Linked DNA regions of Sus scrofa: all the other regions are linked to region 3. A link is a contact called in public HiChIP or PLAC-seq data. All regions are on one chromosome and are shown on one strand. The core of a region is the stretch at or near the end of the contact, and the rest is flanking DNA. Distances in the headings are between cores, read along the strand shown. Region 1 holds the start of PPP2CA (protein phosphatase 2 catalytic subunit alpha). Region 2 holds the start of UBE2B (ubiquitin conjugating enzyme E2 B). Region 3 holds the start of CAMLG (calcium modulating ligand).

Evidence for each region. HiChIP or PLAC-seq counts read pairs in DNA pulled down with a chosen protein or histone mark.
Region 1: a contact with region 3 is called in an H3K27ac HiChIP or PLAC-seq map of alveolar macrophages. The contact joins the promoter of PPP2CA here to the promoter of CAMLG in region 3. A contact is called at or near these places in 1 of 5 promoter capture datasets (liver) and 2 of 2 datasets of contacts at active chromatin or transcription factors (alveolar macrophages and skeletal muscle).
Region 2: an H3K27ac HiChIP or PLAC-seq map of alveolar macrophages shows a contact between it and region 3. The contact joins the promoter of UBE2B here to the promoter of CAMLG in region 3. A contact is called at or near these places in 1 of 5 promoter capture datasets (liver), 2 of 47 Hi-C or Micro-C datasets (heart right ventricle and skeletal muscle) and 1 of 2 datasets of contacts at active chromatin or transcription factors (alveolar macrophages).

Annotation. Positions count from the first base shown.
Region 1 is chr2:136,520,686-136,523,979 of Sscrofa11.1, forward strand. It overlaps PPP2CA (protein phosphatase 2 catalytic subunit alpha), which reads right to left and starts at 1,945. Exons shown (of 7, transcript NM_214366.1): 1 at 1,666-1,945. The coding sequence starts at 1,767.
Region 2 is chr2:136,651,029-136,654,736 of Sscrofa11.1, forward strand. It overlaps UBE2B (ubiquitin conjugating enzyme E2 B), which reads left to right and starts at 1,787. Exons shown (of 6, transcript NM_001257356.1): 1 at 1,787-1,923. The coding sequence starts at 1,880.
Region 3 is chr2:136,956,293-136,959,724 of Sscrofa11.1, forward strand. It overlaps CAMLG (calcium modulating ligand), which reads left to right and starts at 1,334. Exons shown (of 4, transcript NM_001244893.1): 1 at 1,334-1,612; 2 at 3,283-3,432. The coding sequence starts at 1,429. LOC102164588 (a long non-coding RNA gene) reads right to left here and starts at 1,240. Exons shown (of 3, transcript XR_298148.3): 1 at 1,037-1,240.

The DNA of each region.
Region 1 (3,294 bases), core at 695-3,194, 430 kb before region 3:
AAAGTCTTTATATAGAGTTAAGTACTCAACTCTAAAAATCTTTAAAATCATCACTTACAGTATCCAAAAACTAAGACCTAACACTATACATTAAACAATTTTTAAAAGCCCACTTCCAAAACTTTAAACAAATGTCATTTTCATCTGATGTAAAAGAATTAAGGATCAAGAAGCAACAAAAGGCTCTACATTGCCAGTATTAAAATTCAGCTCCAAGAGATGATGTGCCACCTCATCAACTAGAAGTTTTGTTGAGGCTTGGGATAAACAAATCTGAATTAGACTTACTTAAATTGCAGTAATTCACAGAAGAGTTTCTGAAAAAGCCTGTTTTAGGAGCGTATATGTCAAATTTACGAATCTAATTTTCACATCAAACCACAAACGAGTCAGCGTAATTGCTTTCTAATAACTCTCTTCACTAATACAAAATGTTGATGATACTCCACCATTCTGTGGAACTAAAGATGCTGCAGAGTTATTTTTAAAAAGAGAAGTTGAAACATTCATGGTGGAGATCAGCATTTTCTCTACTTTAGAAAACTGAATTATAAGACTTAAACAGGCTACCTGTTTCCCCAACTCCTTGGGAAAAACAAATCAGAATTAGGTCATTTAAAATGGACTTCTAAAACAGACTACAACATTCCATTTTAAACGTTTGTGGGATTTAAACACTAAACACAATGACTGGAATACAGCAAAAGCTCGATCAACAGCTGTTAATATCATACTTACTACTTAAAGTCACAAATATACTAACAACTTTTCCAGCAGAGAGCAAGGATACAAAATCTGCTGGTCTTAACAGTTTATGCTGCTCATTTAAAAAACAAATGGCAAAATGCCAAGAACCTTAAGCTTAAAGAAGGGTTTCATACTATCCAATTTGAGTCAGCATATAAATCAGAGATTAAACTGACACTTGATTTCCAATCCCAAAGCTCCTATGTAGAATGACTCACCAAAATGTCTAATTCTTCCAACTATGAAAAATAAGTTATACTCCTCCCTATAACTACCACCATGACCTTCATTGAAACTTAGATTAAAAGCTCATTTAAAAATTCTCGAAAAAATGTACTAATAAGTCTCTGGAAAACACAGCTCGAGAGGTTTACCATAAACCACTCAAGACGATGCTAAATCTGCGTGACCTTTATTAGATAGGTCCCGGGATCCGGCCTACAAGCTTGCCTCTGGGGGACCCTCTGGACAGCTCTGGACCTAAGCATTCGGCCTGAGTACAAGTAAGAAACCTCCCACCAAACTCACAGAAGAGTCCCAGGCCCCATTCCCAGGCCGTAGAACCTAAGACCTCGTGCCCAGATATCAAAACCGTCCCTGACCCTTACTCGCAGGGTCTCCGCTCCCCCGCACCCTCCCCCAGCCACTTCGCTTCCAGCCAAGGCCGGGAAGCTCTGAAGCCCCGGAGTCGGGTGAACGGCGCCATTTTAGGCGGCGGTGGCAGCGACAACCAATCCCTGCGCGGGAGGCAGGGGGCGCCGGGTCGTCCGGGAGCCGCCGCCGGGCCGCGCCGGGGGCCGGTCTGGGAGGCTCGGGGGCCGGGGCCGCTGGCCTCCGCCATGTTGCACCCTCCCCGCGGCCGCTTCCTTCTCGGCGGGCTCGGCCCGCCCCGGCTCCCGAAGCCGGAGTGCAGCTCACCTTCTCGCAGAGGCTCTTGACCTGGGACTCGGACAGCTGCTTGCACTCATTCAGCTGCTCGATCCACTGGTCCAGCTCCTTAGTGAACACCTTCTCGTCCATGATGCCACCCGCCCGAACCGGCTGCCGCTCCGCGCTACTCCCGCGCCGCCGCCCGCACACGGGCCACACGCACACGCTGCCGTCGGCCCCCGGGGTACTTGTGTGGCTGCTGAAGGCTGCTCGGCAGTAGCGCTGCCCGGTTGACTCGCCCCTCGGTGTTCGGCTACCGGCCACTGACCTCCTCCGCTCGCTCTAGCCTTGGAGCTCGGCTCTGTAATGGCGGCCGCCGGCGTGGTGACGTCACGCCCGGCGTCAGGAGGTGGCGGGGTGAGGAGGGGTAGAAGCGCCGGGATACGAGCTGCGCAACTGCCGGGCCGGCTCTCATCTGCGGCCAGACCCGAGCGGGGGCGGGAACTAGGGGCCAGGGCGCAGGCGCGTAAAGTAGCCGGCTGGAAACAGGCACCTTCGCTTTTAGGGCGCGGTCCTGTAGAAGGGAGGGGCCGAGGGGGAAGGGAAGACCGAGTCCAAGCAGGGGCCTTGCTTATAGCTGGGAAGTGGGCTAATCTTAGAGCACTAAATCCTGCAGGGTGTAGTTGCGGACCAGGCGCAGGCGCAGCCGGGGTGCGAGGGTGGCTCCTTGTTGCCGGAGACTTTTTCCCTGAGGTGATACGCCTCGGCTCCTCACCTGGCGACTGCCAAAGCACGGAAACGAGAATTGGGCCCCGTGGCTCCTCCATTCTACAACAGCACTGGAATTGCTGCATCTTGGGAGCAGGAACAGGCGCCGAGTGGTAGCCAGGTTGGAGTAGCCACCCCTGCCTCCGGGTGCGGCCAGCACCTTGTAATTAGGTCAGTCGTAGGCGGAAGAGGGTGTACCTGCAGTACTGCGCAGTGCACCTGACTCCCCAACACACCTGTCCCCGGGCCTCGATGTCTCTTCTAGCGCCATGGCTGGGGCCTCCTAGCGCTCCTGGCTTCCACAGGCGCCGCTGCAGTCTTGCCATTGTGGCCTTCCCCCCTAGGTGGGCGCTTTCCTCCGACTCCGAGCCTCCAAGGGAAGAAGAAAACGCCCCCGACCCCACCCCCACCAACCGTCTGCCCACTCAGGCCTTCTTTCTAGAGGGAAGACCGCAAGGAGATGGACGCACCGGTCCTGATTGAGACCCGGTAGTGTTAGAAGCGGCTGTGATGTGCGCTTTAAAGAAAGCTCAGATACCCTAGGATCGGACCTCTGGCTATAAATCTCTTCGAGATTCGTGAAATGTATCCGCATTCCGTTGTCCTTGCATTCGCAGAAATATTTGGCTCCGTACACCGCCAGTTATGTTCAAGATTCATGCCCGAAGGACAGAAGGGTCATACAAACAGAGGTACCCTACCCTGACGGAGCTTGTGTACTTCCTGGGATGATCTGGGGATAGACAGGCAGAAGAGCCCTTCACAAAAGCAGGAAGATGAATGGCCAGTAACACAAGGGTAGTAAGCAGGGAAATGAAAACCACAGATTCCAGGTTTGACTCTCACCCATTTGGCAAAAACTGTCAACATCCAATGTTGGTGAGGATGTGGAGCAATGGGGTCTCTTAT
Region 2 (3,708 bases), core at 537-3,036, 300 kb before region 3:
CCTACACCACAACCACAGCCACACTGGGATCTGAGCTGTATCTGTGATCTATACCACAGCTCTCCGCAGTGCTGGATCCCCAACCCACTGAGTGAGGCCAGGGGTGGAACCAGCAGCCCAATGAATACTAGTCGGATTCCTTTCTGCTGTGCCACAATGGGAACCCCCAGAATTAAATTGTGAATGCACATCTATCACGAGTTAGGCCTGGCTAACTTGCTCACCAAGGCAGTTACTAAAAGCAAGAGAAAGAATTAAGGGATTGAAGAAAGGAAGGTACAAGCAAAGTGGAGAATGTTAACCCTTTCTGGGTCCGTGAAACTACAGGCAACACTTAATTCCTCATTCTATCCTATAACACACTGGGCTGAAGAATTACCCAAATGCATTAAAAGAGTTCAGAGTTCATACCAAAAGCTCTGACTGAGCACTGAGGCAACAGAGGAAGAGAACTCAATGACTTGAAGTAATCTCTGAATCCCAATGGTCAACATCACTGAGTCCCATAGTGGAGGACGTTTCAGGCCACGTACTTGCTACACTAAAAAAACGTGAAATAAGTTACCCAGTCTCTAGATACAATCTCCCATCCATGTCTGCAGTATCCCCCAGATCTGATCATACTTTTAGATTTCTTTGACACCAACTACAAATGGATAAACTCTTGAGATCAAATCCCTACATTTCTTGACAAATAAAACCATACTCCATGTTAGCTAAATCCATGGACTGTGACACAAATCCTCACATGAGAGCACACCCATAAAGGAAAACAAAATTCTGTAATTCCACAGTGATTATAAACCAACATTAGACAATCTGTACACTATTTTTTTTTTTTTGACCACCCCTGCGGCACGCCAAGGTCCGGAGCCACAGCAATGAGAGTGCTGAGTCCTTAACCACTCCACCACCCGGGAAACCCTGTACACCCGTTCTTTTATCTCTGCCCAGAATTTCCAATCCTGGAAACCCACTGCAGTGTATATGCAGACTATTTTGGTGGTCCTAAGGAAGCATTTCAAGGGATTTTACTTGCTAGGAGCCTGAGCATTCAACAATGAGAAAAAAGGAGGTCCCTTCACTCTTCCCCCACATACCATATTTGATAAGCCATTGAATCAACCAGTGGGGATATCCAAATTATTTGGGGCTCTGTTTTAGAGAGTTAAGAAACACAACAAACTAGTGCTTCCGACACATCATTGATTGCTGTTAATGAGAGAAACCAGAGACATAAGTAATAAAGGTGTATATCCACCCTGAGCCCCGTCAATTTAACCACCCGGTTCAAAAACCTGGCTAAAACTCAGATCCCGGCGACGCTCTCACGTGACCCGTTCTAATCACGTCATAGGGACACGTGGTTCTAGATACTTCGTCCCCTCCCCCTCAGGGGTGGATTGTTGACAACGCCGCCGGTAGTCACGTGATCTTGCGTCATCCCACCTCCTTTCCCTGAAATCTCTGGTCCCGGATACGTCCCTCTCTCCCCACCCGGTCGAGCCTAAGCTAGTGAAAGAGGGGGATACGAGTTGGTGTTTCGGTTTCAGTATCTCCTGATCTACAATCTCCAGTCGGAGCACAGAGCACAATAACTGGTCGACTAGTTAAGGAAACCAAAATGGATAGGGTCCCTACTGAAGGGCTCCCATAAAGAGCTCTCCTACCTCCCACCCCTTTCTCCCCAACCCCTCACTTCATGGTACCGGCGGAGGGCGGAGGGATCTGGAGGCGGCGGAGGGAGACGTCATTGCAGGGTTGTTTGTGCAGCCTCGGCGGCGGCGGTGACCCACAGTGATTCGGCCGCCGCGCCGGGGGGTGGGGGGGCTGTGCGGGACTCTTTTCTTTCGGACTGACCGCGGGGCAGCTGGGGAGCATGTCGACCCCGGCCCGGAGGAGACTTATGCGAGATTTCAAGCGGTAAGGGCCTTCATCTTCACCGGATGACGGCTCCTCCCCAAGCTGCGGGGTTGCAGGGCGGGGATCCGGGACACCTTCCCCTCATGACCCTAAGAGGGCCGCTGTGGGCCCTCCGGGATTGACGGAAGCCCAGTCCTAGCCCCTGTTCGCAGTCCGTCAGCCTTGCTTGTTCACTCCTTCGACGTAAGAAATTTCGATATCCCCTCACCACTCCCCTCCCCCCGGAAGAAGTAAGAAGATGGCTTTGGCTGTCCTAGGATTCCTTGTTGTCCACTTGGGCCAGTTGCCTGATGCCTCACCCTGGCGTCCAAACCTCATCACCCACTGCTGCACTTTGTGGTGCCCCCTCACTGCCCTAAAAGCGAGCGCTTGAGAAACCTTTCCCCCGGTAGCTGCACTAGTTGGCTTTGTTGGATGAGCCTGCGGTCTCCTCCGAGGGCCAGGGTTGGGGCGACCACCTTGCCCCCCCACCCCCCCACCCCCGCCACACGCTCACGCAGACACACACACCCCCTGCCATTCTTCAGCGAGGGTGGGATCTGATGCGCGAGGGCCGGAGGTTGTTATCCCGTCCTCTGAAACCCGACTCTTCCCCGCTCGCCTGAAAAGACCTTGAGAACTGGCGTAGAGACCTGGGACTCAGGGCTGGCAACGGCGGCTGCCAGTGCCTTCTGGAACTCAGCTCTGTGGCCTGGTGTATAAAGCCCTATCTATAGCCTCAAAGTCTGGAAAAATGCCTTCCTTGAGTCTGGCGCTAACCTGATACTCCCTGGGCCTCCTTTTGTAAAACAGGGTTGTGTAAGGAGGTGTTGGCATGAGTGAGGAGGAAGTGACTTCAGTTTTGTTGCCTTTAATTCAATACCTGGAGGTAGGGGGAGAAAAAGAGAAGACTTAGCATTGCCCTCCTCTGCACATTTTTAAGTGGGTTTCTGGGAGACCCACCCCGATCGAGACAAAATATTTAGTGTAAAAACTTAGTCATTCAGGAAGTAACCTCTCAACCATTGTAAACCCTTAGGTGAGGCCCTTGGAAGCCATTGTTTGGGGCTTTGGCCAGTTTATCATTGAATGTATTTGTAATTTAGCCTTTATCTTTAGTGGACGGCTCTCAGGCAGCATATCCATGGTCATCTGTATTCTGCTTGAGGTTGACTAAAAAGAGCCATTTGGGGGGAAACTAATTTCAAGTATCATATTACATGGCAGTCGCTATGTATACATAAAATGTAGCATTTATTTCTTTATTGAGATGAAAGTCTAGAAGGAGGTGCTCTCTTTGGTGCAAATCTAGTCTTCTCCAGCTTGAAAAGAGTATTTTCAGATTAGCTCCCATAAGTAAAATTCAAATAATAAAACTTGGAGTTTGTGGCCTGTGTTACCCTGGATGGTCACTGCAATTCTCTGCTTAATTTTAAATTGTACGCTTGGCACCTTGCGTGGTTTTCCAATGGTCTTCGGTTACAAGAATTTGACTATGACAGATACTCGAAAGTAGTTTTGTATTAATGTCTCTTGATCTGAGAGGTGGGTTTAGTATTGATGCAGAACTTTTAAATTAGGGACCAATGAAAACCTAACGGAAGCTTTGATTAAAAGCTATTGTTATTTTATTTATTTATTTATTTATTTATTTATTGTCTTTTTAGCTATTTCTTGGGCTGCTCCCGCGGCATATGGAGGTTCCCAGGCTAGGGGTCGAATCGGAGCTGTAGCCACCGGCCTACGCCAGAGCCACAGCAATGCAAGATCTGAGCCGCGGTCTGCAACCTACATACACCACAGCTC
Region 3 (3,432 bases), core at 84-2,583:
TGCTTCACCCCCTAGCCTCTGATGTAAACTGGCTACGTCGTCCATGAAGCAAGGGCTGTTGAGGGATTCAACTCCTTTATCAATTTACTCACTCAAATAGTTATTACTTAGCGCCAGGGCTGAACGACGACTTCTGTGGGCCCTCGGTACTCTGTTTTCGTGGGCTCTCTCCTCCATAAACACATTCCTAAAATTATATTTTATGACTCTGTTGGTATGGGAACGACTATAATCCAAGCTGGATTCGTCACTATATAAAAATTATGACACATTTCTTCTGATTTTAAAAGAAAATCAAATGAAAAATTTTCTTAGGTTCCTATTGCTGGCCCTTAACATGGCCTAACGGTTAAGTCTGTCTTGCTGAGCACTCACTGTTCCAGCCGTCAACCCAACAGTGCATGTCTTCATGGAGTTATGTTTTACTTAATGAGAAAACAGACAATACACAAAAAAAGTACATTTAGCTTGTGAGTCGGTTGTAAGTATTAAGGAGAAAAAGCAGATAAGGAGAATAAGGAGTGTTGAGAGGGGGTGGTAATTTATTTTATTTTTGTCTTTTTTTTTTTTTTTTTGCTTTCTTTTAGGGCCACGCTCACTGAATGTGGACGTCCCCAGCTAGGGGTTGAATCAGAGCTGTAGCCCCACAGCCACAGCAAGGCCGGATCGGAGCTGCATCTGCGACCTAAACCACAGCTCAAGGCAACGCGGGATCCTTAACCCACTGAGCGAGGCCAGGGATCCAACCTGCGTCCTCATGGATGCTAGTCAGATTCGTTACCCCTGAGCCATAATGGAAACTCCTAAGGGGTGGTAATTTAAAGAGAATGGACAGAGGAGACTTCAATGGGAGAATCTTGAACAAAGACAGGCGAAACAAACTAGCCATGTACTTGGGGGAAGCGCAGTGACAGATGAGGAATCAGCACCAAGAACAAACCCCAAACGCCCAGAGCTCCCTGAAGCGTCACTCTCGCAGTTAACCTCTTCCCCAGGCCTATACGCAAGGCCGCAGGAGGTCACCGGAAACCAGTACCTGCCGCTGCAACCTCCATTTTGCTTCCTGGCACCGCCGAGGAGCGGTCGTCTATTTCTCGTTCCTATCCGGTGCCCTTGCGTCAGGCTAGGTGCCGCTTTTCTTCACCTCCGACTGAACTGCAGGAAGACCGAGTCGCGGGGAAGAGAAACAGCGAGAGCCAGCCCTGCCCAAGGAATTGGGACGGCCACCGATGCCCTCATTCAAGATGGCGGCGCAAGCCTCGCGTTTGGTCCCGTCAGGCGGCGCGCATGGTGAGGCCGCGTCTGCGGCCTCGCGCTCGGGGGGGCGGGTCCACAGAGACTGGGGCACGCGCGCCCGGCGGCCCGGCCTGAAGTCATCCGCGCTGCCGCAGCCGCCGCCGCCCCCGTCGTCGTCACCACTCCCGGGTTATGGAGGGGAAGATGGAGCCGGTCACCGTCGCTACCGACAGCGGGGACCGGCCGGGGGCCCTGGCGGGCTCAGGCCTGTCCGCTTCCCAGCGTCGGGCCGAGCTGCGGCGGAGAAAGCTGCTCATGAACTCAGAACAGCGCATCAATCGGATCATGGGTTTTCACAGGCCGGGGAGCAGCGCGGGTGAGAGCCTCCGTTTCCCTAGTTACCCCCCCCCCCCCGCACGCCGGTCCCTAGGAGTCTTGTGGATCGTTTCCCTCCACCCTGCCGACCTTTTTGACCAAGCCTTGCTCTCTGACCTCCCCTCTGGTCCCGCTCCTTAGCTGGGGGTCCCAAGTTCTCACTTCCTAACCCAGGGACGTTTCTAGTCTCTCTCTTCAGTTTTCCAGTGGGGGGGCTTCGCCCTGAGGTGGTCCCCACCTCTGCCGCCGGCGGCGAAGCTCGCTCCTGAGACCCTCTGGCCAGTTACCCAGAGGGGGCCCCTTCCCCCCCTTGCCTTGCTTGAAGGACGCACATCTTATCCCCAGACTGCTCTGGCTCTTGTGCCTTCCTTTCTTTCCGTTTCTGAAGCTTTTTCCCTTCCATTGCCTTCCCTACCGTCTCCCTTCTTTTGCCCTTTGCTGTAACTGTCGGCCCGCATGCACTTGTCTTTACTGAAGTGCCCCCTGGTCCTTCCTACGCGGATCGGGGGCTCATGGTCAGAGCTTCGTGTCTGGGTTTGGTGCCCTCAACCCTTCTCGACAGGCCTTCCAAAACAGGTGAAAAACATTGCAAGGACCGTTCTTTAGAGACCCAGCAAGTGGGACGTGTCCATCTGAGTGAGGTCTTATCTCCTAGTGTGCTGAGATTGAGGTTAAGTGATGTCAGGAACTGAATTTGACGCTGAAGAGAGTTCCTCGTTTCTCTCCAGGTGACGTTTACAAAGAGTCTCTTAAAATTTTTTTTCTGTGAATATTCACTGAGCACTTGATATTATGTCAGATTCTCTATGTTTCCACTGAGCATTGCAGTTAGTATTTGGCCTTTGGTCACTGGTTGCAAGTTCTGTAGATCTTTGTGTTAACTTCTTTGTGGGCCTTTAGCTATGTAGCTCTGAACTTCTAGACAGTTCACAGGTTTGCGACTTAAAAGTACCAAGAGAGGTAAGAGTATTGTTTCAAATTCTAGAACAATGGTGAGAAGACGTATTTTCCCCTTTAAGGATTAATAGCAGAATATGTGTTCTTTCCTGAAGCATTTATTTTCTTTCTCAAGGTACATTGTATATGTTGTTCTATTATGTTAAAATTTGTATTTTATTTGTCATTAAAGGTTTTTTTTGTTTTCTTTGAAAGCAGAATAGCATCCTCAATCTGCTTAAGTACCTATCACTGGCTCCCTGACTCCAGTAGGAGGATTATGTAAACAGCAGCTGTAGAATATGCCACACCCTGTGCTGACAGGACTCTGGATTCAGAAATGTAATATTCAAATACAGAGTTTAAAAAGCTCTGATAATTTTATATTTTTAACCAAATAAGTTAGAGCAGGCAATGCAGTCATACTTTTCAGATGTGTTACCCAAGAAAATTTGCAGTGGTTTTTATAGCTTGCTCCATCCCTAAGTATCTTTCCTCAGTTTATTTAAGAGCCTTTTCTTCTACCCTCAAAGTTTGGGTTATATTCTCTGAAGGAATATTCTTTTTGATATTTTGAGTGTGTAGAGGAAGCAACTAGTTTGTTTTAAGAAGAGTCAGTATGAATTTGGATTCAGAGGCTGCTGAGTTCTAGCTCTAGTGGCATACTTTTCAATATTAATAAGAAAGGTGTTTATTAGTATGTAATACATAAGACTTCTAAATTTCTTTTCTCAGAAGAAGAAAGTCAAACAAAATTAAAGCAGCAGGACAGTGATAAACTGAACGCTCTCACCATTCCTTCGGTTTCAAAGCGAGTAGTGCTGGGTGATTCGGTCAGTACAGGAACAGCTGACCCACAGAGTGGTGTCACCGAGGTAAAGGGGA